Regions from separate parts of the Xenopus laevis genome. Here region 1 is linked to region 2. A link is a contact called in public Hi-C data. All regions are on one chromosome and are shown on one strand. The core of a region is the stretch at or near the end of the contact, and the rest is flanking DNA. Distances in the headings are between cores, read along the strand shown. Region 1 holds the start of tyro3.L (TYRO3 protein tyrosine kinase L homeolog). Region 2 has its middle 14 kb from the start of mga.L.

Region 1 (2,761 bases), core at 126-2,625, 100 kb after region 2:
GTGTGGATTAGAGCAAAGGAGTGTGGATTAGAGCAAAGGAGTGTGGATTAGAGCAAAGGAGTGTGGATTAGAGCAAAGGAGTGTGGATTAGAGTAAGTGAGTGTGGATTAGAGCAAGTGAGTGTGGATTAGAGCAAATGAGTGTGGATTAGAGCATTTAGAGCAAAGGAGTGTGGGTTAGAGTAAGTGAGTGTGAATTAGAGTAAGTGAGTGTGGATTAGAGCAAATGAGTGTGGATTAGAGCATTTAGATTAGAGCAAAGGAGTGTGGGTTAGAGTAAAGGAGTGTGGATTAGAGCAAATGAGTGTGGATTAGAGCATTTAGATTAGAGCAAAGGAGTGTGGATTAGAGCAAAGGAGTGTGGATTAGAGCAAAGGAGTGTGGATTAGAGCAAAGGAGTGTGGATTAGAGCAAAGGAGTGTGGATTAGAGCACAGGAGTGTGGATTAGAGCACAGGAGTGTGGATTAGAGCACAGGAGTGTGGATTAGAGCACAGGAGTGTGGATTAGAGCACAGGAGTGTGGATTAGAGCACAGGAGTGTGGATTAGAGCACAGGAGTGTGGATTAGAGCACAGGAGTGTGGATTAGAGCACAGGAGTGTGGATTAGAGCACAGGAGTGTAGATTAGAGCAAAGGAGTGTAGATTAGAGTAAAGGAGTGTAGATTAGAGCACAGGAGTGTAGATTAGAGCAAAGGAGTGTAGATTAGAGTAAAGGAATGACAGCGGCACTTACCTACACAGCTGAGGGACAGGGCGGCCAGGAGGAGCCCCGCGATGAGGCCAGGGGGCCCGGGGTAGACCATTGCTTTCTCACCGCCTCTCCATACTCTGGCTCTGCGCTTCACCTGCACGGGCAGCCGGATCCCCTCCGCTTCAGGAATCCCGGGGAGACAGCGGGTCAGACTGACGAGAGTAACCCCCAGCAGTCAGCAGCCGAGATCCCTCCCTGTCCAGCTGTCCCGGGTTCAGCCAAGTTACCCAGTGACTGCAGTCGGCTCCGGAGCAACAGATGGAAGGAGAGCGCCAGGGACGCTACATACAGCACAGAGCGATCGCTCGGTAACACGACAGACCCCCAGAGCTCACAATCGGATGCAGCCGCCTTGTCTCAATCCATTTCATCACTTTCCTCCCAAGCAGAATGGCAAGGACAGCGCTCACCTCTCCCAGTGCCTGTCCACCCACACTAACACAGTCCCACACTAACACAGTCCCACCGCTACTGCCCACGTTGCGCCCTCCCGGCCGCTCCTGCTCCTGCTGCAGTGCTTTCTACTAAGCTACACGGCTGCACTGCTTCTTCCAGCCGGCCGTCCAGGTAACAGAGACGTAAGTCGAGAACCACTCACTGTACAGCCGAGATGCCGCCGCCGCCTCCTTTTCCTGAAAAACACAAAAGTGAAGGAGCAGAAGGAGGATTCAGTCCTGGGAGTGGATCTTGCAGGAAGAGGCGTGTGAATTTTGGCTTCTCAGCTATCGGCTTTCTCCCTCTAGTGGCAGCATAGCGGCACTGCAGGCTCCTATTTCTACAACAATCCCACAACAGCAAATCATCAAATACATTTCTAAATAACGTGTTACATTGAAAACCAGTCCTGTAAGTCATCATAATACATCAGAGAAGATGAAAGCAAACAGTAAGAGTGATAACATATTTCTCTGTAGTTCATTCTTACAGTGGATTATTCACAGGGATCATATGGAATTAATAACAAAGTAAATAGAAAGCAATCATCATAATGCCAAGAAAATAATCATTCCTCCCCACTCCTTATCCCTTCAATATCCTGTACATAACTGCCTCTTAGGGAATAAAGTCTGCTCCCTACTATTTAATCATTTGTCCCATTCACTGCTACTCTACCAATAATGATTATTTATGCAGATGCACACATAAGATAGCTGTATTAACAGGACTTATTTGTGGTGTCATTGGGCCAAAGGCCTCATTGGTAGGACACCTACAGCTATCCACATATTTGTGACAGTACTACCCTCACGTAAGTGAACTAGACAATAATAAGGCAGGCGATAAAGGGGTGGGATGTGTGTACCAAGATAGCATTGAGGGTAGGCATGCACCAAATCCACTATTTTAGGATTCAACCGAATCATGAAAAAATTCAGCCAAATCCCAAATGGAATCTTAACCCTAATTTGTATATGTAAATTAGGAAACCAAGGGCAAAAGAGAACCGCATGCTGAGCGCACAGTTCACAAATATGTTGACTTTGTATGACGAAAATGTACGTGATTTTTTTTAGAGTCGGTTCGACCAGGCTTTAGGATTCAGCTTAATCCAAATACTGCTAAAAAAAAGGCCGAATCCTGGATCTGGTGCATCCCTAATTAGCGGGTCCAGCTGTACCTCTCCAAGCTAACAGCGATAGGAATATGATCATGATCACAAAATGGAAAAAGAAAATATACTGTAACTACTGTGCTCTCCATGTGGATTCATATGAGGGGTCTGTCATTGCAGGTGAATTGTTTAGTCAAAAGTAATAGCAGATGGAAGGAATGATGGTGGGCAGTGGGCAAATGACCACTGTGCCCATTTATTAAAGCAATCCTGTGTATAGGGGTGTCACCTTTTGTTGGAAAAAATACTGGCCTTCCTGTATTTTTATTTTTTCCTCTATTAACAGTGGTATCAAGCATTATTTTTACCGGCCAGGACTGTAAAATACAATTTAAGTGGCAACCCTACCTGTGTATGAATTTAGCTCTTCCATAGCCATATTGTTGGAAGAATATAT
Region 2 (2,790 bases), core at 141-2,640:
TTGAAACATATGAATACATGTATGTAATCCACTATACAGAAACCCATAATCCAGAAAGTTACAAATTACCCATAGACTCTATTTCATCCAAATAATCAGAATTATATATAGAATAATATAACAGCACCTTGTACTTGATACAAGCTCAGCTATAATTAATCCTTATTGGAAGCCTTTTGGGTTTATTTAATGTTTACATGATTTTTTAGTAGAAGGTATGAAGATCTAAATTACGGAAAGATCTGTTTTCCAGAAACCCCCTGGTCTGAGAATTCTGGATGACAGGTCCCTTACCTGAATAATGGTTACTGATGCAATATACTTTATCAAAATGTTTGTTTGTGAAAAAATATAGTATTGTGAACAAGGTGAATTGTATTCAATGCATTTATAAAGGGACAAGTATACACCTGTGGTGTGTAAGGTCACTGCTTACAGTAGTTTCACCTAAAGATATTCATGCTACTGTATGAACCTATAGCTATGTGCTCACAGTAGTGTTGCTTATCAATATGTGCTTCCAGTAATGAAACATTAATATGTGCTTACAGTGAACATATTAGAAAGATGCAATGATTGCAGATGGTATTATAACAGGACTAACTTTCAAACATGCAGGATAACAAGATAGAATTGAAGTAGAAGGAAAGCTCCAATCCAAAGAGTGTGCCAAATGTTAGGGCACGCCTCAAGTATTGTAATGACTTACTTGAGACAATGGGCCAGTGCTCCTATTAGTAGAAAACTGCACATGCCCAGGGCACTTGTGAACGAGTGATCCTCTACTTTCCTTCTTTCTTTCTTTCTTCAAAATCCAGGGACCAACGCATGTGCAGAAGAGCAAAAAAGCTGGCTTTTTAACTGGGCATACGTGCCAACATGAAGAAAGGAGAACAGGAGCACTGGCCCGGGGTTTAGGTAAAGTCATTACTTGGGGTTACCCTAACATTTGAAACCCTTCTTGGATTGGAGCTTTTGTTCTCCTTTAAGCCCAACATACTATTCTATATTGAGCATTTCTTTGAATGCCCTTCTGCATTATATTCTATTTACTATCTATGTTGTTCAGGAATAGTTTAAATATACAAAGAGGACTGTGGAGCAAAACAACTCAAGGAACAATATTTAATGTGCACTCCCCACTCCCGTTAGAAAGCCCTAGGTGGTCATTTACTTACTACAGTCTCCAGGAGCTGTGTCTGATGCAATTGCATCCAATGTGTCAACATTAACATTGTTGCACTTACACCTCGATGCAAATCAGGCTGCGCTAAGGGAACCCCAGAGTTAACACCTGTTTGGAGGTGGTGGTAGCACCATGGTTTCCTTGCACCAATAGGCACAGCAGCATTCAATTCAGGACAGGAGGCAGGCAGTGGGGCCACAACAACTATACAAATGTGCATTTTGATTTGAGTACCTTTAATGAATGGGATATTTTTTGTGCAACGGACAGCTGGGAAATGTGTGGGCCTGCAACTGTGGTGTGGTAACTAAAAGATCACATGAGGGGGCAGATTTATCAAGGGTCGAATAGTAAATTAGAATTTTCAAATTGTGTTTTTTTTGGTGAAAACTCACTAATTCGAATTGGGAATAATCCAAACTCGATTCGAATTCAGATTAGAAATTAGAGATTTATCAAACCTTTACCCTGGGAATAATTTGAAATTGACTATTCACCACCTAAAACCTGCCGAGTTCATGTATAAGTCAATGGGAGAGGTCCCATTTGAAGATGTTAATAGCCTTCCTGACATTCAAAATTTTTTTTCTGAGAAATCCAATCGAATTCTATTTGAGTTTTCGAGTCAGTAATATTAGTTCAAGTTTTAGACGTATTCCAATCGAATTTCGAGTATATTCGAATTTATTAGAGTAAAAAAAAATTCACACGAATTTGAAATTCGACCTTTGGTAAATGGGTCTCTAGGTGTAGAATATTTCAGATCTGCTTAAAACAGTTGAGGACTATTCTGGTCCTCCCTTTCTACTGTAACATCTTCTACTCTTTTTAGACAATGTTGGTGGGATTTGCTTCCATTCATCCACAAGAATCAGGGTCGGACTGGCCTGCCGGGGTACCGGGTGAAAACCTGGTGGGTCCCGACATTGGTGGCGCAGTGCATCCTGTGCAAGAGCCAGCCGCTCTGTGAATACCAGTGGGCCCACTGGCTCCTGGCCCACCAGCCTGCTTGCCAGCCCGCCCGCTCCCCCTTCACTCTGCATTCACACTGTCTGGCAAATGGCACGTTTTGGAGAGTCCCAGTCACCTGGAAATAGGGTTGCCACCTTTTCCGGATAAAAATACCGGCCTTCCTATATATATTTATAATTTTTCCCTATTAATAACATTGGGATCAACCACCATTTTTACCAGCCAGGTCGGTAAAATACTGGGCAGGTGGCAACCCTTCCCGGACATGACTGCTGGCTGGCGATTGCGATGCTGCGTCTGCATGTAACTCAACCCGTCCTGGAGTGACGCAATGTCACATGTGCCTGCAGCAGCAAGAACCAGTGTTACTGAGCAGCTCTGCAAAGTGGTAAGGGCCTCGGCTGGACGGCTGTTCGCAGGAGTCGAGTAGGAGCAAAAAGGGTTAAACACTAACTGGATTCTGCTATAAGTTACTACAGTCAACAGAGTTGACAATTACTGTCTGTGCTGATTCTGAAGCCTCCATTTGTCCACTGCTGCAGCCTGCAGCATCAGGTACTGACATGGAATCTGGCAAGTTTTTTTTTTTTTTTACTTTAAAAATAAATTAACCTGTACGGTTTCTCTCTCCA

Evidence for each region. Hi-C and Micro-C count contacts between places; a contact is called where the count stands out from the background.
Region 1: a Hi-C map of the XTC cell line shows a contact between it and region 2, with 3 times the contacts expected there. The contact joins the promoter of tyro3.L here to the enhancer-like site in region 2. A contact is called at or near these places in 3 of 4 Hi-C or Micro-C datasets (the XL177 cell line, the XTC cell line and animal cap).

Annotation. Positions count from the first base shown.
Region 1 is chr8L:97,072,909-97,075,669 of Xenopus_laevis_v10.1, forward strand. It overlaps tyro3.L (TYRO3 protein tyrosine kinase L homeolog), which reads right to left and starts at 1,376. Exons shown (of 19, transcript NM_001088754.2): 1 at 735-1,376. The coding sequence starts at 804.
Region 2 is chr8L:96,973,126-96,975,915 of Xenopus_laevis_v10.1, forward strand. No RefSeq gene overlaps it. Among protein-coding and RNA genes, the nearest start is that of mga.L, 14 kb to the left of the region's middle. Within about 2 kb of position 1,391, at least 1 of the 7 cell types and tissues checked has an H3K27ac peak or open chromatin away from gene starts, as enhancers often do.